Linked DNA regions of Mus musculus: region 1 is linked to region 2. The links are chromatin contacts, called in public Hi-C maps. All regions are on one chromosome and are shown on one strand. The core of a region is the stretch at or near the end of the contact, and the rest is flanking DNA. Distances in the headings are between cores, read along the strand shown. Region 1 overlaps Nbea (neurobeachin). Region 2 overlaps Dclk1 (doublecortin-like kinase 1).

Evidence for each region. A called contact is a pair of places that touch in the nucleus more often than the background predicts.
Region 1: a Hi-C map of embryonic retina shows a contact between it and region 2, with 2.0 times the contacts expected there. The contact joins two enhancer-like sites.

What each region holds. Positions count from the first base shown.
Region 1 is chr3:55,728,636-55,732,892 of GRCm38.p6, reverse strand. All of the region lies in intron 41 of Nbea (neurobeachin), which reads left to right. Among named protein-coding and RNA genes, the nearest start is that of Gm46804, 23 kb to the right of the region's middle. Within about 2 kb of position 2,157, at least 5 of the 459 cell types and tissues checked have an H3K27ac peak or open chromatin away from gene starts, as enhancers often do. A contact at or near this core is called in embryonic retina, where this site is marked.
Region 2 is chr3:55,365,804-55,369,487 of GRCm38.p6, reverse strand. The region is part of intron 3 of Dclk1 (doublecortin-like kinase 1); the gene reads right to left. Among named protein-coding and RNA genes, the nearest start is that of Gm9831, 36 kb to the left of the region's middle. Within about 2 kb of position 1,662, at least 2 of the 459 cell types and tissues checked have an H3K27ac peak or open chromatin away from gene starts, as enhancers often do. A contact at or near this core is called in embryonic retina, where this site is marked.

The sequences.
Region 1 (4,257 bases), core at 908-3,407, 360 kb before region 2:
ACCAAAGTGATTGAAGTGCCCTTCGTAAGGAGTAATAGACTGGATAGAATCTGGTCCGGTCTCCACCCTCATGCCCTACCAGTTCTGAAGGACACAGGTAATAAAATAGACCAGCTTCAAAGTACTTGCCACAGTGTAAGACAATGCAAAGGACACAAGTGGCTCTCTTGGGTGAGTTTATAATTTTTAACTAGTAATGACTTACTGTTTATGTATATTATTGTGACAAACCCCCTGTTTCCTTGTTAAGATCCTTTCTTCACTGTAGTCACAGCAATGATTTCTGAAGCGCTAATTTAATGATCTGGCATCTTCGCAGAAAACCCTCAAATGGCATGTCATTGTTCTCAGACCAGGGCCCAAAAGCCGTATAATTTGTCTGACCTAGCCTTGTTAATCTGGCTCCCACCCCTCCCTTACTGTTCTCATCTTTCACCTTCCCTCCTCACAACACATGCACTGACACCCTGGACCCATAGCCCACTATGCCTCATTGATATCCATGGCCTTGCTTTCTCATGGGCCTCTGCTGTTCACCAGTCACTCGGAGGTTAGTTTGTAGTATCTGTTAAATGAAAGTAACCATAAGACAATGAAATAGGGAAAGCACTAAGAGAAGTCAGAACAAAGGAGGACTAACTGTACTCTATTTTAAGACAAGGAAGTGTCCTTACAGTCTTCACTGCAGATGAAGAGCAACGGGGCTGTTGCTCTAGACCTGGGCCTTGAGGTCAGAGGTGTTAATTTGGCTAATATCTATGATACAAGTTACAGCCAAGAACACAGGCAATGGCTTTTAGTTCAGTGAAGGATTGTATGAGGTTCTTCATGCATTTGTTGATAATGTCATTTCTAGTGATTAGGACCAGAGATCTTGTGTGTGTGTGTTTTTCTCTAAAAAGAGTGATATTCTCTGACCTCACAAGCATTCTGTGAGATTAGCTCATATTTTCCTTATCGTAAGCAAACTTAAGAATAAAAAAAAAATAAATAAAAAAAATAAAAAACAAAACCCAGGTTAGCTACCTGAGGCTCACCACTAGAAAGAGGGCAGGTCCTTGGAAGACTTAAGTCTATGGTAAGCATGTACAAAGTTGGTAAAATACGGCAATTAAAGATTAATATATAAAAAGCCATCTATGGGTGGGCTACATAAACTCTCAACTACAGAGTGTTTGACCCCTAACTATCTCATAGCATATATCAGTAAAGGACATGATAGCAAATGTTTAGTAATCAGAATTACAACAACATTGCTTAATTTAGGATATGATGTATTTTTAATTACTAAACATAAAATATGAAATAATATTAGAATTTCATCTCAATAAGATGACTAATTCTGTTGCCTGCCAGCTTATTACTGGCATTAGAGAATATTACTGATTGCAAAAAAATACAGAAATAGTTATAAAAATATAATTTACCTCTCTTTAAAATGTGCTAAAAATTTAAAAAAGGGAGAGAGGAGTTGGGAGGAATTGAGGAAAGGGAGACTGTGGTTGGGATAATTTGTATGAGAGAAAAATTAATTTTCATTGTAAAAAAAGATATAATGACATATACATGATTTCTGTTGGATTCTTGGTAGAAAACATATTTCAATAATTTATATTCCAAGTTGAATCTCATTATGTACAATTAACACAATATCTGAATAAAGTATTTGGGCAGCCATTAAAATAGCATTGAATAAAATGTGATGAACATCATATTCACATTGTTAGAGGAAATGTCAGATTCACTCTTAAATGTTACTCAATGTTCTTACAAGCTATATGCTAAAATCACCTACTAATCTACCATCAAAGATTAATTGTAAGTATCTTTAAATTCACAGTCCAAATTGATCCAGTTTGTTTTGAAAATAAACAATTGAGAATACCTTGTCTTGAAAGAGGATTTTTAAATCCCCTATCAGAGTGCCCACTCTTCATCTCTCCATCACTGCCTCGTGGGCCTGTGTTTGAGGATCTTCGCCCTCAGCAGATCTCACTCCCCAGGAGGAGCAGGATTTGTATTTCTATTTGTATTTCTAGCAAGAGACGGGTGCTATGAAAATGAAGTAGAAAAGAACCTGCATCTCTTATTTCTCCTTGCATCTGCTGGGGAGTAGCATCACCCGAGCAGGAGTGACAGGCTGGAGAGGGTGTCAGCCAGCAGCATAGGGCCGCTCCTCCCATCCCCACTTCTGCTTTTCTTCCAGGTGGGGAGTCTTCCCAGTTCTGCTGGCAGATGTAGGAAAAACACATCTATTCATGTGTGGATAAATTCCTGAGAGTTCTTTGGACCTATTCTTTCTTGAATATATTTACTATAGTCCTGAACCATTTGTAATTTACATGGAATTATAAAAGTAATCCTAACCTGTAACTTAAGGTTGGATGCAAGCCCTTTAATTGTACTGTTGACACTGGAAATGTTAATAAAACATGAGCACTGAGGAGGACACATCCAACCTCTGCAGCGGGCGTTTCAGTCGTTCTTAGCAGCAGCTCCTACCCTACTCGTGACTTGCGCTTTCCCTATCCCCAGAGGAAGTCTATGTGCTGCTCATTCTAGTGTGTGTGTTAGGTGACCTAAGGTCAGCCAGGCCATCACTATACGAGAACTTTTAGTTTACACAGTATTAGCCGCCTCTGAAGGAAAAGAAAAGACAAAACTGATTTGACAGCCCTGTTCATGTTTCTGACAATGTTGTCCATGTCTGATCCACATGAGTGCACACCCGCCCTATTTTTCTTCAACATGATCACAGATAATGTGTGTTAAGCGTACGTTTGGGTAGGTGGTTTACGAGTCGGTGTTCCCTCCTGCTCCCCGTGTGCTTCAGCTCACAGGTGAGTGAGGATGGCATTAGGGCACAGGTTACCATAGTCTTTTTCTCTTTACTTTTGTTTACCAAACACTGAAAACAGTAAGTGGCTACTTTAAAAAGTGACAGGATTCCATAAGATTTAGAATGTAAAGAACTTAATATTTATTCCGTTTTGAGGAAATGAAAGCAAATGAAGTAGTAGTGGTCAGATTTTGTAGTATATTAGCTACTTTGCAGAAGCAGGACGACACAGCCAAGGGATGTGGGAAAGTTGACTTGAAGCAAACAAAACCAGAAACCTCAAGGGCTGATAAAAATACTTGAATAATTTAGGAGACTATCTCAGACTAGGAGGAGAGCAAGTTGAAGCACTGCAATGGAAGGTCCTAAAAGTTAGGTAGCATTATATAACAATTGTAGGTATACATGGACGACTTTATTATATCGGTCCATATTTCGGACCTGGGCTTGGTGCCCAGATTTTTATAGAAACATACCATAAAATCAGCATTTACTTGACTATACGTAATTTTCCTTTATATTTCTGAAATGCACACCAATAGATTTAAACTCCTCATCACATGCATATAGTATTCCATCTGGCCACTCTGCCTCCATGTGCAGAGCCTTCTATTCTCCATCTTACGATTTCCCCATGGTGTCTAAAATCTCACCGCATAACCTTTCTTGCTGCCTTTCAGGAAGCCTTTGAATCCAGGCAGTGGAGAGAAACCACTTAACAATGTATATGGCTGAAGAACAATGTCAATAATTTAATGTAATTAAAACAAGAGTAAAGCCATGATGGAATGGCTAATAAGAAATAAAGAAAATTCTAAGAACTATGGAAATTCTGCATATAAGGAGAAGGAGTATGTTGGGCTGGTTTTAGAGTCTGAGATGAGGCCTTTCTGCCATGAGATAGCTTCTGGAATGCACAGACACAGGGTCCACAGGGTCCTGCTGGAGCAGTCCTCTAGCTAGCATTCTTCTTTCCGGGAATTTCCCTCCAAGGAGTCAGTAAAACTGTTCCTGGTGCGCCCTCACCAGAGACGCTGCTCCAGAACTGGTTAGAAGTCCTTGCAAACTGCTGGCCAGTGGGGTCAGTTGGCCATTGTGAACCTCAGTAGCTGGCACAGAGACCAGGCAGTTCTGAAGGAGTGCAGCACAGGAAGCAAGCCCTTTCTCCATGTAACTCCTTGGTGGCTTCTGATTGGCCTTACATCATGCAAGCTGATAGAGGGAACATATTTCAGGGGCATAAATTCATTTTAACAGCAAGTAGTGAAGGAGCAAGGTGGACCCGAAAGACTATAAATTCAGTCCAGTTTGTTTTCTCAGTTACGTATTTGAGCAAATGCTCTTTTTTTTTTTTTTTTTGGTGAGAAAGACTTTTTTAATATTTAAGCTTTTCAAAATGGTGCTCATAATCTATAAAC
Region 2 (3,684 bases), core at 413-2,912:
AAATGCTTGTTTTATGATCCTGTGGGTGTGAGGCTGTCACCTGTAAAAAGGCAAGTCGAGGACAAAGAACTGATGTTCTGAAATAACCCGAACAAGTTTGTAAGGAGCTAGAAGGTTCCATTACTCACACGGGCTCAGAGCCAAGTGGACGGGCGGCCCAGAAAAGGAGTCACCAGTTAGCTATTATAACCTGCTCATTGGTGATCTTGTCATGCCAGTAAGGACACAAGGGTTGGGTGTCAGACCCAGAGAACAAAACCTAACCACAGAATCTGTGTGTGGCAATATCCTCAGGTAGCGTTATCATATACATACATACATACATACATACATACATACATACATACATATATATAGTGTGTGTGTGTGTCTCTGTGTGTGTGTATGTGTGTGTGTGTCTGTGTGTGTGTGTGTCTGTGTGTCTGTGTGTGTGTGTGTCTGTGTGTGTGTGTGTGTGTGTGTGTGTGTCCTGTCTCTCTGCTTTAACTGCTGACACATGATGTTGCCCAGGCTGACCTGAAATTTATGATCCTACTTTGTTCACCTCAGCTTCAAGTGCCAGGTCTGCAGTGAGCACGTCGCCCTGTGCTGGTCATTTTCTCCTTCCCACTGCCTCCATTTTAACCCTTTGTTCCCTTCCCTCTGTGGCCTTGGGCAGTGTTCTTCCATGGGGATACCTTCCAAGACCTCTTTTAGTACTTTTTGTTTTATCTTGAGACACCCTTTCACTAAGTAGTCATGGTTGGCAATGATTGCCTCACTCTGTAGCCAAGGCAGGCCTTGAACTCGTGAGTCTCCTGAGTGTAGCCTCCTGTAGAGTTGATAATATAGGCTAGTTAGGCCACCAAGCCCAACAGAAAATGTCCTTAGGTAAAAATCAGGTTCTTAGAAAGCTTCACAGGAAAATCATGATCTAAAATATTGATATATGTGTGAAGGATAAAAACATAATAACTTTTTCTTGTATGTGTTTGTGCACTGATTTATTGTCTGAGGTCTCAAACAATAACATCCTCCAAGCCACAGATCTGTGTTCCTGCCAGGGATATTTATAAATGCTGCTTGACATTAAAGCATGGAACTGGCTGCTTTAAATATGTCTATATGTATTTCCAACTTTCTTGTCTGCGTATATAGCTTGACACTAAAAGAGGTATTTTTATGCGATTCAAATTAGTTTTCTCAAGTGATGAGTTCCAAGTGACAATTATTCCATGAAGCTGATATTTCCAGAAAGATGGTGAACACCACCATCATCACCATCACCATCAGCACCAGCCTCACAGTCCCACAACCCCAAAGCCCTACTACCATCCCCACCACCACCATCATCACCATTGCCATCATCACTGTCTCTATCATTACCACCATCATCACTGTCTCTATCATCACCACCATCATCACTGTCTCCATCATCACCACCATCATCACTGTCTCCATCAGCACCACCATCATCACTGTCTCCATCATCACCACCATTTCCATCCTCACTGCTGTCACAGTCATCGCTACCATCACCAGCACAATCATCACTATCAAAGCCACCACCACCATCATCACAGCCACCACCACCACTGCTATCACTGCCACCACTGTCATAGCTACCACCATCACCACCACATTCACACCCACTGCTACACACCGCCATTATAACCTCATCATCACCACCATTATAGCTACCACCATCACCACCACATTCACACCCACTGCTACACACCACCATTATAACCTCATCATCACCACCATTATAGCCACCACCATCACCACCACATTCACACCCACTGCTACACACCACCATTATAACCTCATCATCACCACCATTATAGCCACCACCATCACCACCGCCACATTATAACCATCCTCACCATCACTACCTTACTATCATAGTCACTGCCTATACCACCACAGACACTACCATAGTCTCCCCCATCATCCCTGCCACCACCACCTCTCCTATCACTCGCAACATGCCATAACCCCCTCCTCTAGTATGATAACCACCACGTCCGATATCACCCTGACTGCCACCATCAGTCACTACCTCCCTCCCACCGTCATTACCACTACCACGACTGCCATCATTCATTACGTACAACGAGCCACCTCATGAACTTTTGAAGCACAGTATTGTGTTTGTTCAGTGCTCTGAGAGCACAGCCTTTGTCTCTTGGGTATTCTATGTGGCAGTCAGCTAGTGTTCTGCTCATTTGGCGCTTATTAGTTTCTAATTGGTCATAATCATCCTAGAAGGAGCCAGTACAAAATGAAGCTAAAATGATGTTAGAAATAAATTATATATTTTAAACCCATGTTCATGTGTAGCTGGCATATATACATATATACAAATATATATATATACAAATATACATATATACACATATACATATATGCATATATACATATATACATATAAACATCTATACATCTATACATATATTCATCTATACATATATTCATCTATACATATATTCATCTATACATATATTCATATATACATATATTCATCTATACATATATTCATATATACATGTATACATATACACATACACACATATACTCACATATATACATATACACATATACATATATATGACTCTGAAAATATTATTGAAAAATATTTATTCTACTAAAAGATATCCAAAAGCCAATCAGCTTTTAAGACTACAAATGGAAACACTCTCTGGAACTGTTTGTTTGAGTAATGATGCTATTTTGCATGATTTCATTTGCATCTAAGCAGAGCTGATTGAAAAGGTGAGAAAAAGATGCCAACAATAAGATTTTTAAAAAACACAAATAGCTTGGAATGGCGGGTTGGCTTAAAGACATTACGATTTTATAGTCAGCGCTGATCTAGAGTGTAGTTATGAACCCGGGCTTGGAGCTATCCTTTCTCAATGGCATTCAAACATTATAGACATGAAGAGATGGCTCCGTCAGTAATGTGCCGGCTGCACATGCATGAGGACCCGTGTGTGAGTCCCTAGACCCATGTGAAAAGCTGGGCACAGTGACATGTACTTGTAAGCCCAGCGCTGGGGGGATAAAGACAGGCCTACCTAGGACTTGCGGGCCACCAGCCTAGTTAGCATAATCGGTGAATTCCAGGCCAGAGAGACCCATGGTAGAAGCAAGGTGGGCTGATTCCGAGGAACGGTAGCTGATACTGTCCTCTGGCCACCACGTGAATGCACACTTACAAGCACATGATCATAAACACTGAAGTGAATTTGTCAGTATTTCTTTTGTCCTACTCCTATGCTGTGCGTATGAGAGTCTGCTCTAAACCTCAGAGTCGCAGGAATAACACAGTGCCGGCTACCATGTCCCCATGTCCTCACAGTGTAAGATGAAGGAGAGACACATCCTGCCTACAGAAGCCTGCCGGGTGAAATGCCCAGTAAAGAGGGCCAGGCATAATCAAACACAGCCAGTGAGCTGATCAGTGGCCATTAACACAGATAGAAGATGGGTGGAGACTTCACTAAACTGTGACACTCTTCACCCATCTGAGTAAGGTGGTTCAAGACCTGGCCTGCGACAAACTAGCCCAGATTGATTGTTTTATTAAGAAAAGTAAAATCGGCAGGGCGTGGTGGCGCTCGCCTTTAATCCCAGCACTTGGGAGGCAGAGGCAGGTGGATTTCTGAGTTCGAAGCCAGTCTGGTCTACAAAGTGAGTTCC